Linked DNA regions of Mus musculus: region 1 is linked to region 2. Evidence: chromatin contacts called from public ChIA-PET data. All regions are on one chromosome and are shown on one strand. The core of a region is the stretch at or near the end of the contact, and the rest is flanking DNA. Distances in the headings are between cores, read along the strand shown. Region 1 overlaps Mylip (myosin regulatory light chain interacting protein). Region 2 holds the start of Dtnbp1 (dystrobrevin binding protein 1).

Region 1 (5,216 bases), core at 1,529-4,028, 410 kb after region 2:
GGTTAAGAGACATACATGGTAGAGTCAAGCACTCCCTGGGCTTTGGAGATTGGAAAGCGAGAGTAGCTTCCTTGAAGGAAAAAGATGAGAGAGAGAGAGAGAGAGAGAGAGAGAGAGAGAGAGAGAGAGAGAGAGAGAGATGAGCCAGAGAGCCACTCAGTATGCCCGAGTGGTTCTTCACTTTCCCAAGCACTCACTCCAGCTGCACCCATGGGTGTCGCCTTGCTTGAAGATCAAACTTTCTACAGCCTTATAGGTTTCTAGATAGTGTCTCCTTTTTGTGTATGTCTTGTTTCTCGTTGTTCGAGTTTTCCTATGTCAGTGCTTCCATACTCATTGTCCTGCCCCCTCGGTGTCTTCCAGAGGTAGGGCTACTTCTTTATGTTTCCATATTCTAAGTTTTCACCCCCACTTGGGCATTTTGGAAGCTAGTGAGCTAGGGGGTTTTCTAGGGTGTCAGGAAACCTAGCTGACCTCATCGGGTGCAATACTAGCTAAGTTAAAGCTAGAAGCCTACACTGTCACTTTACTGAGATTTCTGAGTCTACGTTTCATATTGCCTTAATGTAGCAGTAATGTGTTTATGCATTTGTTTCTTTGCACAGACATTTTGTCAGATATTAAAACTCTACTTTTTTATGGCACATATTAGCATATAAGCCTTTATTCCAAGAGGTATTTATTTTTTCACTTGTAAAAAAAATAATGTTTCCACATTTAAAAAAAAAAAAACTCTGTTATATCCTAGAGGACTTCTGTCTTTTATATTCAGGATAATAAAGACTTTAAAGCAAACTGGGCCTTTGTGATCTTATGGTTATTGTCACGTAGGCCATTTTGCCATTGAGTGAGCACTTCACCTCAAGGTTGGGACATTTAAGGTGTTAAGGTGGCTTCACTGAGAGGATCTGCCCAGGTCTTCTATCATCTGTTTTTGGACATACAAGGTTTGAAGGTAGGTGAACAAGATTCTGTGACACACATGGTGTATGCAAAGGATAGCTTGGGGAGGAGGGAAGCAAAGTGGCTCACCCAGTAAAAGATTTTGCTACATAAGTGTGATGGCCTGAGTCATCATGGAACCCACATGAAGAGGAGAGGAAAGATCCAACTCAGCAAAGTTGGCTTATGACGGTCACACATGGGGCTCGCAAGGCTCAGTCACAGCAGAAACATACTGTGGTGTCCGGGACTGCCTTCCTACAGTACTACTGCATGCTTCTGCTGGGCTGTGCTGGTGTGTGCACATCTATGCTGAAAATGCTTTGTATGGTAGAGTATTTTAAACTATCTGTAACTGATACCTTTACAATTGGGAGACAGACCCCAACACAGCCTCCCATTGGTTTCTAGGAGTCAGCTCATTTATTCAACATATTTATTAGACAACAACTCAATGGTTAATGAGCCCCAGAACTTTCAAAGAAAAACAGTCAAAGACACAATTTATCACATACCCAGAGCAGCAGCAGAGTATTGGGTGTCTTTGGGATTTACAGTGTCTGTGTAGTGCCTGTGACACGCATGGGTGCTTCCGTATGGAAGTTCAGTGATGTTCAGGTTTGTGTACATGACTGTCTCAGAATGATAACCAGGATGAATGGGTGGGTGAGTGACAGGTCAACAAATAACATTGCTTGTACTCCATGGGCCAGGGACTTAAGCTTAGCAACCAGCATGAAAACCCATGTATTACTTGGCTTTCTAGAAGCATAAGGGACGACACACTGCTGAGCATAGGAGATACTGACTACCTCTGCTTAGGGTCCAGGGTAAACATGCTTCAGTAGGACCTTTGAGCAAGACTTGTATTCTGTAGATGGGGGAAAAGCCGTATGGCCCCTGTCAAGGCTACAATGCAGCCAGCCAGTGGGTCTTGCCCAGGCTCACATATCAATGCACTGATAAGAAATTAGGCTCTGAAGGAATATGTGGCATGGGGAAACAGTGAGGGGAACCTTCAATTCCAGGTTTGACTTTGGTACTCTCTACTGCCTTCAGAGGCAGGAACTGGCAAGACAGGAAAGCTTGTACAACAACTAACACATGAGACAGAGGAGAGCAGAGAGACAACTCAGTTTTGATTATGTCTTGACATGAAGAAAACAAGGAAAGTGGGCCAGAGAGATGGCTCAGTAGGCAAAGACTGACAAAGTGGAAGATGGATGGAGAGATGGCTCAGCCGTTAAGAGCCCTGGCTGCTCTTGCAGAGGACCTTGGTCAGATTCCCTGTACCCACATGGTGGTTTACAACCAATTGGATCCCCCATTTCCAGGGGATCTGATGCCCTCTTCTGGCCTCTACATGCACCAGACATGCATGTGAGACACAGACATACATGCAGGCAAAATAGTCATACACATACTTTTTTTTTAAGGTGGATGGAGAGAAATCAGTAAAGTTGTCCTCTGACCTCCACATGCTCCCCGTGGCATGTACACACACAGACATACCATGCGTGCACACAATGATCAAAGAATAAGATTTTTTTAAAAAGGGTAAGACAAATGAAAAGACTTGATGAGGCGTGTCATAAAGATTGAAAACAACTGAAAGGAGAATCCATAGGGGGAAGGGGTTAGTGACTTGTTGCTATGACCAGATACCTGTGTCAAGAAGCAACCTGGGAAAAGAAGGATTTATTTGGACACACACTCTAAGAGGAGATGCATCTACTCCATCAAGGAGAGGGAAACATGGTAGCAGGCACATGAGGTTGCTGGTCGTGCTGAGCCTGCCAGCAGAGAGCAGACATTGGACAGGAAGTGGGCTAGGCTATGAAACCTCAGAGACCCACTCTTTTTAGCAGGACTTTTCTCCCTTAAGATTTCACAGTCCTTCAAGCCAGCCCCACCGGCCGAGGACGAAGTGTTCAGATATATGAACCTAAGGGAACTTTTTACATCCAAACCACAGTAGGAGGGATCCTCAGGAACAGAAAGGAATTTGCTTTGTTTGGATCCTGGAAAGCTAACAGAGGCCCTACTTAGAATCACCTGGAACTGGTTAGAAGCCAGAGTCAGACTTCCGGGGTCGGGACTTCCGGGGTTGGGACTTCCCGGGTTGAGAAAGAAAGAAGCCCTTTGTGTTAAAGATGTGAAAGTGACCAAAGAAGCAGCTGGTACCCCCAGAGGAGGCGGGGCTAAAACGTGCTCTTGGAAGTTGTTTTGTTAAAAAGCAAACATTTGTTTTTGGTTTTTCCCCTTGGGCCTTCAAGATAACTAAAAAATGAAAGCCGAGCACCTCTGCCTTCTTTTGGTCCCTGTCTCCAGGCTAAAGAGACAGAGACAGAAATCAATGTCCTTAATCTGACCTCCAGAAGTCATCTTGGATTCCCAGCACAGCAGAAGACCACCAGACAGAGAGGCCACGCCCAAAGATGAGAATAATTACCCATGAAAGTCAGGCTGTACCCTAGAATGATCGTGTGGGGGCCATTTGATGCCTTTAAGTCATGACAGCCATAAGGAAGGACTTCTTCAAAACCCTTCACTAGAATAAGACAGAGACCAACTGATTGGATGTTTGATTATGCACACCCCTGTTTTCCTGCCTCGGTTCCTCCTCTATTTAAATCCAAAGCTTATGCCAGTAGTGAGGGGGGAAAAGAAAGAAGGAAGGAAGGAAGGAAGGGAGGGAGGGAGGGAGGGAGGGAGGGAGGGAGGGAGGGAGGGAGGAAGGGAGGAAGGAGAAAGACATGACAGTTCCTCAGTATGGTGAAGGAGAAAGTTTATTATAGAGATGTGGGAGAGCATAGCCAGAGGCTGACACATCTGGGAGAGTCCAGAGTGGTTGTGACCCTGAACCTCCTGGTGAGAGGGGGAGGGGAAGGGAGAGAGTGGAATGGAGCCCGGTACATCAGCCAGGAGGCCAAAGGTGCAGAAGAAAAGAAGGGGCAGGTAACCAAAATGTCTGGATTATGTAAGGAAGAGCCTCTGGGGGAAGAACAGCCTAGCCCCTGGGCTTGAAAGTTCATGGTAGAGGACGGGGTATGTCAGCCATATGCTGTAACAGGTAGGAACTGAGGGATACTGGGAGAACCTGGAGGCCTGATCCAATTTGAAAGGTTAAGTAGGCACCTCAGCCACTTGTCCTGGGTCTGAAACTTAACAATTACCCCAAAGGTGCCCTTAGGGTCTCCAGGCCCCTTTCTTTATCCCTCCTCCCAGTGTGATCACATTGAATCTGTTTTCACCTTAGCTGACATACTGGAGCATAGAGCCAAGCCTATGAAACCCCACCATAGGCCCAGCAGTGTTCTGGCTCTGTGGTTTGGATGGGAGCACATGGGTCAGCAAAGAGAGAGAGATAAACAGGGATTTCCAGGACCTTTGAAGCCCAATGGGCTGATGACACTCAGGGCTGGCTGGCTAATGATCCACTTGACAACACTTGATGAAAAACCCTTGCCTCCTTTTCCTGAGGGTTTCAGAAATATGTAGAAAGCAAATTGTGTTTCCCCACCTCCTAGCACAGCGGTCTTATTATTATCCTGTCACAGGACGAGGGACTCAAAGCCAAGACTAGTTCATTCTGGGAGCTTGTCTCCTTACCATCCACTGAGAATGAGGAATGTAGATAAAACCTGGCCAAATTTCCACAAACAGCTTGGGAAAGAAATACTGCATAGAATAAGACAGAGTTTGCGGCGCTTCCTGAACCCAGGCACTGAGATAAAGTGTGCTGTACTTACTGTTGCTGCACAAGGGGCTGTAAAGGATGCGTGTGGGTTTACAGCACCGAAGAAACCAAGAGGACTGACTGGCAGTGTCTGTTTCCAATAAACTGCGCCAGCATATATTAGTTGCTAATTAATGACCAGTCTGGCTGTGACATTTTTCACACACGTGTGGAATGTAACTTGATCACATTCGTGTCTCTTCCTTCCTACTTCTCTCTCATCTTCCCTCTTCCTCTTCCCTGAGTGCTCTTTCTTTTCCCCAGACAGTCCCCCTCCACCTTAAGATTTTTATTTCAACCTGGATTCCACACATATATCATATACATGATATATATGTGTGTCTGTATATATGTATGTACATATATTGCATAATCTCACAGTTTATTGTGTGGTGGTGGTTCCTTTTATTTTGTGTTTTTGAGACAAGATCTCATGGAGACAAGATCCCAGGCTGGCTTGAAACTCCCAGTCCTCTTAAGCACTGGTTTTACAGGCATGCACATCACGCCCATACTGTTTTGCTACTGTAGAAAA
Region 2 (5,464 bases), core at 2,389-4,888:
CGAAATATGTACTTTCAGTGGTTTCCCACAGAGGCAATCCAGTCTCTCAAAAAAAGAACGGAGGGACAGAGAGATGGCTCAGCTGTGAAAGCACTGAGACTGCTCTTCCAGAGGTCCTGAGTTCAGTTCCCAGAAACCACAAGGTGGCTCACAACCATATGTAATGGGATAGATGCCCTCTTCTGGTGTGTCTGAAGACAGCTATAGTTAACTTATATACATAAAATGAATAAATAAATCCCTAAAATAGCTCCTCAGAACCAAGTCAAATGAAAACAGAACTCAGGAAAAAGAACTCTACATGAGACCCAGTACCAAGGCTTTTGGGTCCCCCTGCTTAGAGGGAAAGAACATACTATAATCACAACACTATGTTTGTGCTGGAACCACAGATAAAAGTTTAAGAGGAAAGGCCACAAGGGGTGCGGGACGGTGCTTGTCAGTGAAGCACTCGACTGGCATGTGTGAGGCACTGGATTCTATTCCTGGCACTGAAAAAAAAAGAATAGAGTCTAGAAACCTAAGGACAACCTAGAGTCCTCCGACGATCTATATATAACCTCTATCTAGTCTGTAACAATTATCACTGTACATTGCATTTCCCATTACATTGAATGGAATGTAGATATGGTGGCCTCTTGTAGCTTCCTCCCCTTGGGGAGACATTTTCCTGTCCCTAGGGTCCCAATGACAAACCAAGACAGAATACTCAAAGTTCTCTCTGGGGAACCATTGAGTTTATTGAGCTTCCTTACAGAGCACAGGTGAAGTGTTACTATAGGGGTGTGGGTACGTCTCCCCAACATCTGGAAAGCCTTTACCCTGGAGGGATTCGGCCTCCCATGTGGTGACAGGGGTGGAGCGCTCTCTGGAGGCTGAGCACAACTACATCTGCACAAAACACAGCAGGCGGGGCAGGGAGCGGCTGGATACTCAGGTGAGGTCCTACAGTCAGCCGGGCCAGCTGGCATCAGGCTTCCGCACTTGGGAAGCGGCTGAATTCCACAAGATGACAGTTTCCTGAGAGTCACGGAGGACATCGGATGGACATGGTTTACTCACTGAGGTGTCCTTCTCTTAGGAGAACAGTAAAGCAGCCCGATTTCGGGGAAGGGGATAGAGAAATGTCTCAGCAGTTAAGAAGACCTGTTCTTCCAAAGATTCGAGTTTGGTTCCCAGCAACCACATGGCAGCTCACAACTGTCTGTCACTCCAGTACCAGGGGATCCCATGTCCTCATCTCTCCTCTGCGGGCACCTGCACATACATAATATACATACACAGAGACACACATACACATGGATAAGAGAAATTAAAAAGGGAATTTGCCTGGAGTTAAGGCTCCTGCAACATAAAATTTTCAGAAACGGAAATGAGCATAAAATCTGAGAGACACGGCTCCTGCTAGCTCTTAGGAGCAAGGCGACTCACATCAAACTCAGAGCAAATTGAGCGAGGACACTTGCTCTACCTACCAAGGGTCCTGCAGGGACACCAGGATCACTCTGATGGCCTTGGGAGGTGACTGCCATGGCTCAACTGAACCCCTCAGTTTACAACAGAAACAGGTACTCAACTTCTGTGCTTGGTTTCTTAGCCAAGGCCAAAGTGGTCAAGTATGTAAAACAGACTAGATAAGCCCTCAGGCAGGAACATGGGAGGGCTAGAAAGATGAATTCTGTTGTGGTTGTTTTGTTGTTCCCTCAATAAAGAATGTGAAGGAAACCGAGGTCCTCAGCAGTTGGAGCAAGGCCCTTTCACTGGCAGACACACACAGCTTGAAGTCTGTTACATTCCCTTCAGGGGAATAGATGCTGGTGCAGTCTGCTGACCTGTCTGTCAGCTAAGTATCCTACAGAGAACAACATTTTCTCAGGATTTTGTCTAACTGAGCTGGCCCCAGGCTATGACATCGATTTCCAAGGGGTCCTAACCGAAGCTCCTCAGCTTCTGTCCCTAACTAAACTCTGAACCTTTGGGGGCTGTACAATCCAGAATCCACGCTCCTAAACTAACATCAAGCCCAGGGGTGACTTCTGAGACATACATGTGATCTACACTCTTAGCAACTACCAAAAGGGACTGCAGAGACACCCAAAAATTCCTTGAAGGAGTAACAGAAGAGTATTCAAGTGGGTGTTAGTCAAGGCCACTCTCGTGCTACAAGCAAGTTATTACAACAATACACCAAAGTTTTTAAAGTTTACACTTAAAACCAGAAGTTACTCTTCCTAAACCTGTATTTAAAAAAAAAAAAGCAACCATGAAAAAACCTCATCACTGAATAATTCCTTAGGCGCCCATAATCGATATTGACAAGACCACAAAACTAAAATCATCAATAATGCTTTATATACATTGGACACCTTCAAGTATCTGACAGCTTGTTACTATTCAACAGGCAAATGGTATAAAGCAGTTTTTTTGTTCCACGAGATGGGAGATCGGCTGTCATTTTTCCCATTAATTATTAAAGTATAGCATTATGACAAAGGTGCCCTCACATCAGGAACATTCGCCAAACATATGACAGACCAGCAGGGGGGGATGGTGGTGGATGCCTGAAATCACGTTGCATTGGGGCAGCTGAATCAGGGAGTATTCCCACCAGTTCAAGTCTGATCTAGGGTAAAGTATCTGTGAGGCGCTGTCTCAAAACAAAAGCCTGAACAAACCAGAGGGATGGCAGATTCTTTACAACGTGACTTTTTGTAAAGCAATAAAAGGAATTATAAACGAAAAGCCATACAAACAGTGCTTCCTGCCTATTTAACACAGCCACTAATAGTCCCATTAAACTGCGAGCGAGATAAGCACCATCACTATCTTACAGTACAGTAAGCAGAGACAAGAGACCCGGTAACTCGCAGTCAGGTTAAGAGGTAAAATCCTACAATAGTGCTTTAGGCAGCCTGGTACCCACTCAAGTTCCCCGACTTTGTAGCACATCGGAATCCCGTGACATTCCAGCTTAACCCAAGCTCAGAGAGGGCGAGAGCCAGGAGATTGCGAAAGGTTCCCGGGGGCGTCCAAAGTTTAGGCAACTCCGGGTGTGAACAGCTCCGCTCCAGTTCTGTCCCTCTGGGCCCAGCTCCTCCGTCACGGTGTTAAACCAGGGTAAAGGCAGAGAAGGCCGGAGAAGGGGTGGTCAAGGATCGGGCCGAATGGCCCGGTGTCCCCGCTGAAAGAGGAGGGGAAGGCGGGGGCCCGTGAGTCCTGCCCCGGGGTAGGCCGGCGGGCTTCCAGAGCAGAGGACACAGCCTCTCACGTGACCATCCTGCCCCGTCAAGCAGAGCTGCCCCGCGACAGGGCAGGAGGGCATCCCTCCCGCTGCGACCAAAGTGACTCGGTGCCGCCGCCGGGACACCGGGAAGTTCGTTGTCTCCGCGCGCCGACCGGACGGCAGCCCCGCGCCCACGCGCGTGGGGGAGCCCTTTCGGCCGCCCACCGCGTACTCACCCGGAGGTGAAATCCTGCTGTACGCTCAGCAGCCGCTCGCGCAGGGTCTCCAGCATCGCGTCCCCTCCCTCAGGCCTCGCGCCACCGCGCCCTCGGACGCCGTCGGGCGTCCCCTCGCCCCGCGCGTCGGCTCTCGCTTCACCGCGCCGCCGCCGCCGCAGCCTCCCCGGCCGCCGCGCCTTCCGCGTCCCCGCCCCCCTCCGCGCGCCCGGCCGGCGCAGCCGCAGTGCGGCGCTCAGGGGAGGCTCGCGCGGCGCCGAGGGGCGGGGCCTTCGCGAGCGCGCTCGCCCGCTCTGCAGACAGGGCGGGAAGCCGGCCTTCTCCAAGGTTATGACTGCTTCTTGGAAGGATGATTTCAGGCCCCTGCATCCTTTAGTTGAAGGGTTGGTTGGCTTTCGAAGGTCGGAAGAGCGCTGCGGGAATCTCCTGGGTGGCTGCGCCTCCCTATAACAACACTGCTTTGGTACTCCGTATTGGGGTTTGTCGGTGATGATCACCTGTCTCCAAACCCTTACTTTGCCCACTCTAGATCTTTGACTGACCCCGTCAAATTTCTGTGCCCTTCATCTCTCCATGTTGCCAAAGCCATGTTTCCCCTCCTCTGCCCCCTTGTGGGGGTGGAACTCGGTTTCTTGCATACCAAGGCTCTCCCACTGAGCCAACCCTCTTTATTCTGTGCGTCAATCTTTTCTCAACCTTTCAGTTATCCTCAGAGCAGTTGCTCACCTTTTTTCTTCCTTTCATCCCTTCTGTCCCAAAACTACGTGCACAGACTCCTCCTCCTCTCTATGCACTTTCCCTGGGCTAGTCTAGCCGTCATCTATTGTAGGGTACTCCTCTGTTTTTGCTTGCCCCCTTCCTTTCCTCTCAGTTGTTTCACCGCGTTGTCCCCGGGACATCTCAAGCATCCTTTGTGGCATACTAGACAAGCACTCTGGCAGTGGGTGACATCCCCAGCCCTTCCACGTGGAAAAGGGGATTAAAACACTCCGAGCCTTTTCTACTCAGGAAAGACGACTACTGAGCTAGGAAGTTGGATATTTAGTCATGCTTTTTTTTTTCCTTGAGTGCAGACTTCCAAAATGAGGATTCATTTTGCTTTAAGACTGGCTACCAGGGTGACACCCTCTTTTTTAAATGACAAGATGGTCAAGGTTATAAGAGGTTCAGTATCAGGAGCTCAGCTTCTCTATCAATATTAGTCATGTGTTTCATTAGCTGTATCAAAATAGAATCGAGGAGTTAGCTTCCTGCTAGGGTTTGCACGTAAATTGTTTCTACAGATTTATATGCTTGAACTCTCTTGTGTGAGAAATATGGACCCTCACTTCATAATAAGAGCCCCGTAGACTTGGAGTAGTGTAAGTGTGGCAATTCATTTTTGCCACTTGGCAAAGCCAGGCACCAGCCCAGAATGGCAGGCCCGCTGAGCATCGAGAACAGCTTTTGCAACCCCAAAGCAGGGCCCTTTTCCCCTTTAGTCTTTGTTTGAATAACCAGGAGGATCCAGTCTTGTGCATCATCTGGGTTCCATCTTTCTCCCCTAAGTTTTTCATCTCCTTTGCTGCTTATATTTGTCTATTTTCAACAAAGACTGTGACTGTGTTCATCTCTGCACTTCACATTCCGTTTATTTTAAAGTTGACCAGCCATGTGACCTTAGCACATCTGCAGGTCCTTAGGCAAGCTGTGCTGTTAGTAATTTTCTACTCTAACCTCTTTTGTTGAGTTGAGAGGGTAACAACAGGCATATAGTGTTTTCTGTTCATTTCTAAATGAGCATCAAAGCACTTTTCAAATTTAACCATTATATTATTATTATTATTATTATTATTATTATTATTAATTTCTTACAGGTGCCAGCTTAGAGAGCTGATTTGGGAAGTTGTAGAATCTCTAGGAGATTGTGTCATTTTGGGGAGGCACTCTTGCCTTATAGCTCTGGCCCATTTCTTGTCTCTCCTGGCTTCCTGGTGGCATGAGGTGTTTCAGCTGCACACTCCTG

What was found. ChIA-PET counts read pairs in DNA pulled down with a chosen protein or histone mark.
Region 1: an RNA polymerase II ChIA-PET map of memory CD8 T cells shows a contact between it and region 2, with 10 read pairs. The contact joins the enhancer-like site here to the promoter of Dtnbp1 in region 2. A contact is called at or near these places in 1 of 39 promoter capture datasets (embryonic stem cells), 1 of 15 datasets of contacts at CTCF or cohesin (the NIH/3T3 cell line), 1 of 484 Hi-C or Micro-C datasets (bone marrow-derived macrophages), 15 of 115 datasets of contacts at active chromatin or transcription factors (the 230-238 cell line, bone marrow-derived macrophages, effector CD8 T cells and 11 more) and 3 of 9 other capture datasets (adipose tissue, macrophages and pancreatic islet).

What each region holds. Positions count from the first base shown.
Region 1 is chr13:45,411,228-45,416,443 of GRCm38.p6, forward strand. It overlaps Mylip (myosin regulatory light chain interacting protein), which reads left to right. Exons shown (of 7, transcript NM_153789.3): 7 at 1-713. Among named protein-coding and RNA genes, the nearest start is that of Mylip, 24 kb to the left of the region's middle. Within about 2 kb of position 2,779, at least 25 of the 459 cell types and tissues checked have an H3K27ac peak or open chromatin away from gene starts, as enhancers often do. A contact at or near this core is called in memory CD8 T cells, where this site is marked.
Region 2 is chr13:44,998,458-45,003,921 of GRCm38.p6, forward strand. Dtnbp1 (dystrobrevin binding protein 1) reads right to left here and starts at 3,639. Exons shown (of 10, transcript NM_025772.4): 1 at 3,460-3,639. The coding sequence starts at 3,515.